Linked DNA regions of Salmo salar: region 2 is linked to region 1. Evidence: chromatin contacts called from public Hi-C data. All regions are on one chromosome and are shown on one strand. Each heading gives the region's core, a stretch centred on a gene start, on an enhancer-like site or on the middle of the called end of the contact. The rest is flanking DNA. Distances are from core to core; before and after follow the strand shown. Region 1 holds the start of LOC106580578 (ELMO domain-containing protein 3). Region 2 holds the start of LOC106580571 (chondroitin sulfate N-acetylgalactosaminyltransferase 1).

Region 1 (7,038 bases), core at 3,398-5,897:
TAAAGTAATGATGGACTGTCGTTTCTCTTTGCTTATTTGTGATGTTCTTGCTTTAATATGGACTTGGTTTTTTACCAAATAGGGCCATCTTCTGTTTTCCACCCCTACCTTGTCACAACACAACTGATTGGCTCAAACACATTAAGGAGGAAAGAAATTACACAAATGTACTTTTAAGAAGACACACTTGTTAATTGAAATGTATTCCAGGTGACTACCTCACGAAGCTGGTTGAGAGAATGTCAAGAGTGTACAAAGTTCTCACCAAGGCAAAGGGTGGCTACTTTGAAGAATCTCAAACATAAAATATATTTTGATTTGTTTAACACTTTTTTGGTTACTACATGATTCCATATGTGTTATTTCATAGTTTTGATGTCTTCACTGTTATTCTACAATGTAGAAAACAGTACAAATAAAGAAAAACCCTGGAATGAGTAAGTGTGTATTTTTTTACATTTAGCTCAACATTAAATTACTTGCTATGGAGCGGGCAAGCTATTTACATAAATTGGACAGACGAGTGTAGAGCGCGAGATGCAATGGAAATGTTGCAGGTGGGGAGAGATAGAAAGAAGGTGGAGCCAAGCTTCCTCCTCCACCCTCTCTCCCCATGTGCAACATTTCCATTGCATCTCGCGCTCTACACTCGTCTGTCCTTCACGCATGGAAACAACTAACTGGAACGCAGCACAGCAAGCTGCTCTATCCACACTGATTGGTGAAGTCATTTAATGAGCTAAATGTAAAATAAATATGGATTTCACAGGTTAAAATAGGAACAGAAAGGAAAGACAAACTTTTTTGGGGTTCGAACCGGTTCAGAACTTTATTTCGCTGGTCAGAATAGTGGAACAGAACGAAAAAAAATGGTTCTGTTTAGAACGAATGATTCAAAAATGATTTGGGTTCCAACCCGTTAAGAGACAAAAATACTTTACAATTTACATTTAAAACATTAACAAAGACATTACAGACTTATGTATAAAAATAAAACACGAATACAGACACACAAATGACAGGGGAAGAGAAATACAGGCACAGCTTTCAGGCAGCCAGGGAGTAGGGAGATGTTGCCCCTAACAACAACTCACCTGGTTGGATACTCTCTAGAGCCTCCCACTCCTCTCTAGCCTGCTCCACATCCGCACTCTCCCCTGAAAACACCCACAGGTGAGGAGAACACACACACACAGCTAACCTGCAACAACATACACAGGTGAGGAGGAATTGTTCAGCCATGTTGATATGGTGACCCCCTCTAGCACTACACAGCTGATTCAAATAATCAGCTGGATGATGAGTTTGTTATTTGAATCAGCTGTGCAGCCCTGGGGGGGGGATAGAACTGAGTTTTGGGGGAAACCCTGTTGTAGACCATGACATAACCATATCATATACTGCCCCTCCCCTCATCTCTCCAACCTCGCTCCTGAGGGGACGGGCTAGGGAGGCCTGGTAGCTAGGATATATGGTTGTTCCTTTGGGAAGAGGGGCCACTGTGTGTGTGTGTGTGTGTGTGTGTGTGTGTGTGTGTGTGTGTGTGTGTGTGTGTGTGTGTGTGTGTGTGTGTCTTACTTTCTGTCTTGGGTTGCTTTCCTCCTGCTGCCAGGGACTGCAGAAGGCCATTCTGCTTCAGAGCTGAAATCTAGACGAATCCCAATAAAATATATAATATATGTAAACACAGAAACTCTAATAGAAAGAGAACAGCGACAGTGGTGCTGTGATGGACGGTTTCTGGGCCAGTATAGAGCAACTCACTGGCAGAGATTTGAGCACTGAACTACTGTTGGCGTGCTCTTTGACGCTATGACCTGGCATCAGTCCATTCATCACCTGGGAATACAGAAACACAACAGGTTACATAACACAAAACAACAGGTTACACAATGCAATAGCGATGGGGGGGTTCATAGTTACATATCACAATATTATTTTGGGACGATATTATATCGATATGTGACTCCAAGTATCATTTTGTTAAAAACAAACTGTAGGTAGCGTTAGCTAGCGCAAGTTGGCTGTACTGGCGCCAAAACTCCCTTATTTTTCATCCTATAGCTTATTCTCCATCTTCTTTTTAAATAGTGAGTCAACATGTTTTCAGCACTTTTATTTCCCTGACTGATCAAAACTAGTTTTCTCATGGCTCTTGTCTCTCTGCAGCAGACATATAGTGAGCAATATGTTTGGAACATCAGATCGCAATACATATAGAATTTCAATACATATCGTATCGGCACCTAAGTATTGTGATAATATCGTATCATGAGGTCTCCGGTCATTCCCAGCCCTATAATGCAGCATACAACAGCAGGACCAAAAAGCTACCAGTCCATAACGCTGACAACACAAGAGGTATATTCAACAATTCCATCTCAATAAACATTGTAAAAAACATATCTCTAAACGGGATCCTCTGGTCGGTTGTTGTACTCACAGGTTTGTGGTTGGAGTGGCCATTGGTTAGCTCCTCTGTCTCTTTACATTCATGATGGAACGCTCCATTCAGACCCTAGGGGGGGGGGGGGCACAGAACAAGAGGCATCATCAGAAACACAGATTCAGACACACACACACACACAGCTCCAGAGAAAAGAGTGCAGGAACGTCTCTGTGGAATTAGATGCAGCAGAAGATCAGCCGGTAGCCTTCTCACCTGGGCAGGGTGGCACAGTGCCAGGGCAGACAGTGAGGTAGACACTGCAGGGAGATTATTGCTAAGCAGAGAGCAAACTGTTAGGTTACTTGGTAGTGGACACCTTTTATTTCCCCATGTCAACACTCTACAGGGGAAGCTGCTTCATTACTTCCTCCTTCACTCACTAAAACAAAGGGGATTAAAAACAGAAGGGAGAAGAAAAGTCCCCTAAACACCACACATTTTAAGGATATGTCAATAGATACACAGAGATACCTGCAGTTAATTAGGTCCACCAAAAGTGAACTCAGCCATGCTCACCTGAGAAATAGCTGCGAAATGGATGTGTATACAGTACTAGGAGGTTTTACTGTGAAGCAGATGGAAACTTGCTGCAGTAACAGGTCTATGTGCAATCTGATCAAATACCACCACACCACACCCAAACCGTCTACACCTGTGATGGTATCACACAGCCAGTATCCAGGTAACGTGAACAGATCAAACAGACTGCAACGAAGCCCAAAATGTTGATTTGGAACTTGACTGACACTGTTCCATTTCATTATATACTGCGGGTGAGACTGCCAATCACATTGTTTACACACAGTTTAAACTCCTTTAAAAGGTTAGGCTATGCAAGGTTAAACCACCTACCTCTGTGTGTGCTGTGACACCACTGTCCCCTTCCATGGCATGAGTGTGTGTGTGTGTGTGAGTGTGTAATCCCTGCTCTACCCTTTAAAGCCTTTTCCCCCAGAATGAGGCAGTCAGAAGAGGTATTGGGAAGACCCCCATGTCTGCTGTGTCCCTTTCCACAAATACTGCTTGTCAAACGTCCCCTTCCTTCCTCTCGCTCTCTCGGTCCAGAGTAGTCAACAGGTAGATGTCTTTGAATACATTTTGTTTTGCATCCTGCCCCATTAGAGGGGCTGCAGAGCTGGGTATGGACACTGCTGATCTAGGGTGGCCTCTCTCTTTCCCAGCTGCTTCATTGCTTTGACACTCAATGTTGGCACCTCACATCCACAATATAGCAATGCTCAAACCAAGGTGGGGTGAGTCTTGGTGAAGTGGGCCTTCTCTTTGACAAGATCCAACCAATAGGGGGCACTCATGACATGTTATGTCAAACTGGTTGTCACGGATATCTGCAATTTGGGGCAGAAAAAAAACAAGGTGGGTAGCTCATAAAAATAATGCCAAAAGCGAAATTATAATTGTTCATAAACACTGATCAATGACGTTCTATTTTCTTTGGGGAAAGTATCGAAACTCATTGAATGATTATCTAGCTACAGTACATAGAATCGTTATCCACCTGTCAAACTAACATTACCAAATGGCCAACGTGAGTTACTGTAGCTAGTGCCAAAGATCAACTCACACCCTACACAAAAAAGTGGTTAGCTTAAGAAAAACGTCAAGGTACAATCTGAAACTTGGTTAACGTTCCCTGTAACTGACATAGCTAAGCTAACTACCGGTATGCTGTAGGAAGCTACGTGGGCTGACCACTGAGCTGGCAGGCTATCTGCTAGTTAGTCTACAGTACATTAACTGTTAACAGATCCCAGCATTGTTTTTAATGGCAGGTCAATCTTGTTATTTATCTACATGCATCATTAATGCATGTTTTTTTTTGTTGCATATAATTTGTGCGAAGACAGGCAACTGGCTATTATCTAACTCAACATCAGTGGCTCACAACTGTCCTCCAGCTAGCCTTTTTCCACAATCATGCAATCTGTTTCCACAAGCATATCACTAACTACAGTAACTACTGGCCTTCTGGAGACTAAAAAAACGTTTTTTGATATTTTACATTTCCATCAGTTTCTTAAACATTCATCTAACAACAGCGATTGTCTATATCATAGTTTAATACTATTGATTTTACCTCAGTTTCTCTCCCTCCAATCTCAGTTTCCCTTCCCCCTTTCCACAGTTAACGTCAAGTGCATTCTGGGAATTGTGGTTTCCTGCTCTGCCTGTGCTGGTTCCTTTTCGATTACGTCATGGTTAAAGCTAACCCAGGGACACGTTTCCCAGAATGGACCTTGATTGTACTGGACAATGCAAATAGGTGGTATAGGTAGCAATTTATGGTAATATAAAAACGTATATAACCATAATGCACCTGTCCTGTAAAGTGGCCAGAAATAAAGTGTGTGTGATAATATATATGGGTGCTTATATTTGTCTTGTTTCACACATGTACAAATGTGTATAATACACATCAGAAATGGAAATGTATTATATATTTTTTGCATATCCCAATTCGCCCCTGAGACACACACAGAGAGTGGGGTCATAGCCAGGGTCTTCCATTTTCAATGGCAACCCTGGAGCAATTAAGGTTAAGTGCCTTCCTCAAGGACACATAAACAGATTTGTTCCACCTTACTAGCCCAACGCTCTAACCGCTAGGCTACCTGCCACGTGTTTGTGCGTACTGAGGCCCTTTTTGTGATATAGCAGGATGCTGTATGGTAGACCTACTGAAGGTCTACAGGTCAAAATGAAGTGACCGTCATTTCATATCGTCCATCCTTCAAACCCCTCAAAAACATCTGGCATTTAAAATGAATTAACCTTACAAATAGCACTGTTGGGCGATCTGGAAAGCCATAGTCAATCAATAAACAACATAATAATACACTTAGCAAAGCAATTAAACTTACAATCTGTTGATGATATGCGATTAGAAAGATTCAGAATCTATGTATGACATCACAGCACAGTTAAACAATATATGGGTCAAGGAAATCAAGAGAGGGTGGTCTATGGAGATAGGTGGGATGGGATGAGAGCAATTGAGGAGTGGATTTAATCTGTATTGGATTTAATCTGAAAATAATATATATTCTGTGTACTGGACATGTCTGAGCACTATGTATCCAAATGTTTTTTTTTAAATCCTATGAATCCAAATGTGTATATAAAATACAAATATGTTATGGAATATTATGTATAAAAGTACCATGTATGTAAAAATGTATTTGTAACAAAAATGTATTTTTAACAAATAAACTTTGTGTCCTCCGAAGAGGGGTGGTGGTGGATTGGCCAGTAATAAAAAATTACAATAAAAATGGACCGTTTCACATTGTCACAGATCTAGGTTGCGTTCCGCTGCTCAGATGTTGCATGCATCAACCAATGATTGTGTGCCACGTCATTGACTGACAGATTGCTTTGACAAATTATGTGGTTAGCTGATAAGTAAAATACCTATCCAGGCGTTGTAAGATCTGGTAGACGTCAGCAATGCCTAGGCAGAGGAACACGCCCCTAGAGTCAGGTTAACCCCACCCAATCATAACTTTAAGGGAAAATCACAAAACTGTCCAACACTTAGACCAGGTCACATTGTATTAGTTGACTAACTTAGCACATGCACATGCTGTTCTGCTTTTAAATACATATTAAGGGGTAGAAATACCTCAAATTGAATATTTTTCAACATTTTGCCAAAACTTTTACGATAAGCTATACATGCGGTTAGTTCACCAATGTGTTAACAGTTATCCAATGGCGAAGGGCAAACGCTGGTAGGAAAGCAGCTATTCCTGGTGACTGACTGTCCCTGGCTGTGTGGTCAGCTCACAGGGCTCAGCATGGACATGTACTCTGAGAAATAACATCTCTGACCAGATCCCACCTGGCATGCCAGCTATGTAAACCTTTGACATCATTGTGGTAGAACATGGGTGGGCTGGAGTGACGTACACTAGGTAGTTAGACTGGTGCTCTCCATCCCATCCAGCATCAGGGTTAGCCGGCCAGGCGGCCACAGAGAAACAGACTGAGGCATGGGAACTACGTTACAATTGAGGACATAGAAAATGCTTTTTCGGAAGAGGGAATTGAACCATGGTTGTCATCTTTGTCATGGAGTAGTCAGATTGTTGTTTTTTGTCTATTTTGTTTAGTTACTTCACTTATCATCACTTGGCTATGTTGTGAGGTCATACATTCCCTTCCCTCTTTACTCATGAAATAGGTTTTGTCTCTTATTCTCTTCCCATGTATCATGTGAACAGTACCAGGGCTGTCCAACCCTGTTCCTGGAGAGCTACCCTCCTGTAGGTTTTCACTACAATCCCAGTTGTATTGTTAGGTGTTACTGCACTGCTGGAGCTAGAAACATAAGCATTTCGCTGCAACTGCGATAACAGCAACAAAATATGTGTCCACAACCAATAACATTTGATTTGATTTCCTTTGAACTAACCTGATTCATCTTATCAACCAGCTAATTATTAGAAGCGGGTGCGCTAGATTAGAGTTGGAGCGAAAACCTACAAACGACAGTACAGGAACAAAGTGGAGTCGCAATTCAACGGCTCAGACATGAGACATATGTGGCAGGGACTCCAGACAATCACGGA
Region 2 (6,170 bases), core at 2,594-5,093, 150 kb after region 1:
TAGTTTCTACCCTCAGACCATCAGGCTGCTGAATAGCCACCACTAGTCAGCTACCAGACCCCCCATCCCACCCGAACAGACTTTTATTCTGCCCCCACACCAATGGCATTTTATCACTGTTGCTGTTGTTAATATGTATATTTGAATTGTATTAAAATGTTGATTGTTTTTATTGTGCTCAATGGTCATGCGGCTGCTCCCCCTATGGTCATTCCACCCCAGCCCCTCAACAGTCTCTACCTCCACCCCAATGGACATTTATTTATTCATCACTGCTACACTTATTATGATGTGTATATAGTGCTATTTATATTGTTGTTATTTCTATTTCATTATTTTATTTCACTAGTCCTGCATGTTGGCGCTCGAAGACTTTCACTGTACCCTGCAATCCCACCTGCAAACCCACCTGCAAACCCACCTACAACCCTGTACATGTGACTATTAAACACCCTGAATCTCTACCACTACCCTGGTCTCTGTATTTTATCTGTAGTGGGGAAATTCAGAAAGTATTCAGACTCCTTCCCTTTTTCCACATTTTGTTACGTTACAGCCTTATTCTAAAATTGATTAAATTACATTCTTACTCATCAATCTACACACAATGCCCCATAATGATAAAGTGGAAACAGTTTTTATTTTATTTTAGCAAATGTATTAAAAATAAGAAACAGAAATACCTTTATTTAACTAAGTATTCAGACACTGCTATGAGATTAGAAATTGAGCTCAGGTGCGTCCTGTTTCCATTGATCATCCTTGAGATGTTTCTACAACTTGATTGGCATCCACCTGTGGTAAATTCAATTGATTGGACATGATTTGGAAAGGCACACACCTGTCTATATAAGGTCCCACAGTTGACAGTGCACGTCAGAGCAAAAACCAAGGTCAAAGGAATTGTCCTAGAAGTCCGAGACAGGATTGTGTCAAGGCACAGATCTGGGGAAGGGCACCATTTTTTTTGTAGCATTGATTGTTTTTATTTATTTAACTAGGCAAGTCAGTTAAGAACAAATTCTTATTTACAATGCCTATCCCAGATGACACTGGGCCAATTGTGCACCAACCTAAAGGACTCCCAAGCACGGCCGGTTGTGATACTGCCTGGGATTGAACTCAGGTTTGTAGTGACAGCTCTAGCACTGTGATGGAGTGCCTTAGACCGCTGCACCACTCAGGATCCTAAAGATCCCAAGAACACAGTGGCCTCCATCATTCAGTTATTGGTCTCCCAGGATTGAACCTGGGTCTGTAGTGACATCTCTATCACTGTGATGGAGTGCCTTAGAGAGCGGCACCACTCAGTGGCCTCCATCATTCTTTTCACCCCATTTTCTCCTCAATTTCATGGTACCAAATTGGTAGTTACAGTCTTGTCTCATTGCTGCAACTCCCATACAGACTCTGGAGAGGCGAAGCTTGAGAGCCGTGCGTCCTCCGAAATACAACACAACACAACACAACACAAGCCACACTGCTTCTTGACACAATGACCTCTTAACCCAGAAGCCAGCCGCACGGAGGAAACACTGTGCACCTGGCGACTGTGTCAGCGTGCACTGCGCCCGGCCCACCACAGGAGTCGCTAGTGCACGATGGGACAAGGCCATCTCTGCAGGACAAACCCTCCCCTAACCCGGATGACGCTGGGCCAATTGTGCGCCACCCCATGGGTCTCCCGGTCGCGGCTGGCTGTGACAGAGCCTGGACTCAAACTCAGAATCTCTAGTGGCACAGCTAGCACTGCGATGCAGTGCCTTAGACTGCTGCGCCACTCGGGAGGCCCTCCATCATTCTTAAATTGAAGAAGTTTGGAACCACCAATACTCTTCCTTGAGCTGGCTGATCGGCCAAACCGAGCAATCGGGGGAGAAGGGCCTTAGTCAGGGAGGTGACCAAGAACCCGATGGTCACTGACACAGTTCCTCTGTGGAGATGGGAGAACCTTCCAGAAGGACAACCATCTCTGCAGCACTCCAGCAATCAGGGCTTTATGGTAGAGTGGCCAGACGGAAGCCACTCCTCAGTAAAAGGCACACAACAGCCCGCTTGGAGTTTGCCAAAAGGCACCTAAAGGACTCTCAGGACATGAGAAACAAGATTCTTAGGTCTGATGAAGCCAAGCTTGAACTCTTCGGCCTGAATGCCGAGCGTCACGTCTGGAGGAAACCTGGTACCATCCCTACGGGGAAGCATGGTGGGGGGATGTTCTTCAGTGGCAGGGACTGGAAGACTAGTCAGGATCAAGGGAAAGGTAAATGGAGCAAAGTACAGAGAGATCCTTGATGAAAACCTGCTCCAGAGTGTTCGGAACCTCAGAATGGGGCGAAGGTTCACCTTCCAACAGGACAATGACCCTAAGCACACAGCCAAGACAATGCATGAGTGGCTTCGGGACAAGTCTCTGAATGTCCTTGAGTGGCCCAGCCAGATCCCGGACTTGATCCCAATCTAACATCTCTGGAGAGACCTGAAAATAGCTTTCCATCGAACCTGGAAGAGCTTGAGAGGATCTGCAAGAGAAGAATGTGAGAAACTCCCCAAATACAGATGTGCCAAGCTTGTAGCATCATACCCAAGAAGGCTCGAGGCTGTAATCACTGCCAAAGGTGCTTAAACAAAGTACGGAGTAAAGGGTCTGAATACTTATGTAAAAGTAATATTTCAATGTTTTTATTTTGAATAAATTAGCAAAATTTCAAAATTGTTTTTGTTTTGTCATTATAATCTATTGTATGTAGATTGATGTGTGGGAAAAAGAAAAAAAAATGTGGACAAAGTCAAGGGGTCTGAGTACTTTCCGAATGCAGTGTATGTAACGTTCGCCTGTGCCATGGAGGTACATCCCAGTACTGACCATGGGATGAAGATAACTACTGGAGAACTACTGTATAGCACCACCTACAGCACCTGTAATGTGCCTGAGGTTTGTAGAAACGTTTGGTTTTCCTACACCAGCCACATTGCACGTTTTTAAATCAGTCGGCGTACACAAATGTGACTTGAATAAATGGAGGGGTTTACCCTTCTTCTTAGTTTACTACTTTACAAGTTGTTTATTTCTTGACTACTTTGTCAAGTGTGTCTGTGCGTGTGTGTGCATACTGAGCCTGATAGTGTCTCTGGCGCCACCCTCTGGTACAACATAAGAATATCATCTGAAGTGTTATTTCTGTAAAGGATACTCGTGGAGACATGCAATTCTGCTGCTTCCTCAGTCTACATCTAATATATGAATTTGATTATCTCCTTATCTCAACAAAAACTGTTCAATGGTCTTATATTATCAAAATTAAACTCCCTTTATGTCACTCTTGGACAAATATGTTTCATCTGGTAGAGCTCAATTGGAATGTAGATACAGCATGTACATTTCCATCACACTTAATCCTACAGCTACCAATGATCTAGTAAGAAATTAGGATAGCGTGCATGTGTCAAATCATCATAAAGCTTCTAAAGCCAGTTCCCACTCGTATTACTAGTTAGACTTCACTGTCAAAGAGACTGAAACCTTTAAAAGGGGGGATTTCAAGAAGAGGATTAGGAGTTTGAGATTGGAGCTCAGGTTGTGTCCCAATAGTCTTTATAGTCCTATCTCCTTATCTCCTTTCCTAATATAATTTACTTTAGTACCACTAATAGGTGAACGGACTGGGTAGGAAAGGAAGTTACTTCATACTACTGATACAACCCCACACTAACAAACACTGCTCTCATGGTGAGAACGAGGGAGGAGAGGGAGTAGTGGGGGGAGGAAGAGGAAGGCCGAGACAGAGGGTGCACTCAGCAGCAGTGAGCTCAGCCAAAGAGGGCCATTTCAGCTCTCTCTGTGTCCCCCTCTCTCTTTTTTGCTCTCTCTTTCTCTCTTGCTCTCTTTCTCTCTCGCTCTCAGTCCTAATGAGAGAGTGACAGAGTAAGAGGAAGGGGGAGAGAGAAAGAGAGAGAGAGCTCTGTCGTGGGCTAATATGAATGAAGCGCAGAGCTCTGTGCAGTAAGTTTGCTAACTCTGAAAAGAGATGCGTGGCAATTATTAAATCATGTTGGATCTGTCTTATCTCTGCTATGTTGCATGCCGAGAGATGGAGAGCAGTTGGTGAGTAAAGTATACATCGTTTTATATTGAATAAGAAGTGTTTAGTTATTGAGGGTATGTGGATTGCAGACTTGTTTGTCTGTTTCTCTGAGTAAAATCAGAAAGTTAATGTCAAACTGAATCAGAGAGATATGTTAGTTAAATATGAATCTCAGTATCAGTTTACTTATATGTGCGTAGATATGGTATTTCAGTAAAGACCCCTTCATCGGATAAAGATCTGTATCTTCATTAAAAGTATGTATTTTCAACTCTCTGGTAGCTGTCCTGCAACATGACCAAAGTCCATGTCACTTCATTTATAATTTGTTATAATGATGGCTCAATGTTTCATTGCAAAGCTCAGCTCAACAAGATTGCTAGCATAAGCATAATAACTGGAGTAAAAAATACATCTGAAATGCAGTGCACTACAGAGTATCAGTATAAAAATAACATTGTTTTTACACATTTCTGACAAAAACTGACACACACACACACACACGCACGCACACACACACGTACACACACATGTACACACACACGTACACACACATACACATTAGCAGGCTGTATAATATCCTATAGTGTGGACTGGATCTAGGATCTTAATTTGAGCCAGTTTGCTACATCAGGAAAATAATTCTGCAGCAACAGGAAATGTAAATTATTATGTGGATTATAATTAATGGACATTTTTGTAGTGGCTGACATATTTTTCGTAAGGGAAAATCAAGTCTGAAATTTCAAAGTGGATATTACAAACTTCAGAAGCCTTTTTAAACCTCAAATACAATACACTTTTTAAATGGATCCTGCAACAGGGTGATCAAATTAAGATTCTACATCTGTAGGCTGTCTGTATCCTTTCTGAGAAACACACACACACGGGTGTGTACTGCAGGCTATGTGTATCTTCTCTGACAGTTCGAGTGGACCTGGAAACATAAGCAGCTCTTTCATGAGTTCAACCTCTACCTGGTCTATAAAGGGCTAACTGTGCTGTGAGTTAACGTTGACTAACAAAACACACCTACACACACACACACAGATATAGAGAGAGGTTTGTGTCCTGCATTTTCTTCTACAGCGCTGTGGTTCTGCAAGAGTATGTAAGTTCAGGTGTTTCTCTGTATGTCTTATATTAGTACAGTCCGACACACACACACACACACGCGCACACGAGTGCGACACGATCACATCTGCCTTTTTTTAAGTTGTGTGAATAGTTGGGATCAGATTTCCTAAATTATACACATTTTTGGCTGAATTCCTGGTGATTTTACAGTCTTTTTGGGGAAAAACTATAATGCCCCTCCACCCCCAAACATATGTTATTATTTTTTACTAAAACCATTCCGCACAAAAAAAACACCGGACCGGTTGCCTTTTGCCGACCACTACTCTAAATCGACTTATCTTCTTTTCTGATACTGTAACGTAAATATAATAATCTGCCTCTTTAATTTGGAACATACTGTATGTCATTCATCCACAGTCCACACATTGTCAGTCATACAGCTGTCCTACTGAATGTAGGAGCCTAACAGGAGCCTGACTTTTGCTTGGATATGTACTGTCCCATAGCCTGATTCTGTAATCACGACTCAGGTTTTACTACAGTGTGTTTGTTAAAGCTGGAATTTACTATTAGAAACTTAATACATTTGTTTTCCATTTCAGGCAAGGAAGAATGCCCTTTAACATTTAGTATGGCATGAATATGCTGTGATGGACTTCCTCTATCGGTGGAATGAGTGTCGTGGGACATTAAGACCATTCTGTCATGGGGGACTTGAGAGATGAGTGTGGACAGTGAAGACGACGGGAAGGATGACCTCTATAAGCTGAAAGCCCCTACCATGCTCCAGAGATGTGCTGCGTAAACGCTAATGTGCTCTGAATCCACAATGCTCCGGAGGTGGCTGTTAGCTCTGGTGGCCCGTGTTGGGGTCATAGCACTAGTGGTGTGCTGCTGCCTGTCTCTACTCTACCTGCTGGCCTGCAAACCCCCCAGCAGCTACAGCCATGAACAGGCCCAGGTCTGGGCTGGAGGAGCCACCAGTAAAGAGGGTTACCTGGCGCTACT

Evidence for each region. Hi-C and Micro-C count contacts between places; a contact is called where the count stands out from the background.
Region 2: a Hi-C map of muscle shows a contact between it and region 1, with 8 times the contacts expected there. The contact joins the promoter of LOC106580571 here to the promoter of LOC106580578 in region 1. A contact is called at or near these places in 2 of 3 Hi-C or Micro-C datasets (gill and muscle).

What each region holds. Positions count from the first base shown.
Region 1 is chrssa20:39,061,930-39,068,967 of Ssal_v3.1, forward strand. It overlaps LOC106580578 (ELMO domain-containing protein 3), which reads right to left and starts at 4,648. Exons shown (of 14, transcript XM_045703310.1): 1 at 4,545-4,648; 2 at 3,302-3,795; 3 at 2,663-2,828; 4 at 2,444-2,518; 5 at 1,765-1,839; 6 at 1,579-1,648; 7 at 1,095-1,157. The coding sequence starts at 1,836.
Region 2 is chrssa20:39,212,654-39,218,823 of Ssal_v3.1, forward strand. LOC106580571 (chondroitin sulfate N-acetylgalactosaminyltransferase 1) reads left to right here and starts at 3,844. Exons shown (of 10, transcript XM_014161771.2): 1 at 3,844-4,102; 2 at 5,765-6,170. The coding sequence starts at 5,974. It overlaps rnf122 (ring finger protein 122), which reads left to right. Exons shown (of 5, transcript XM_014161775.2): 5 at 1-470.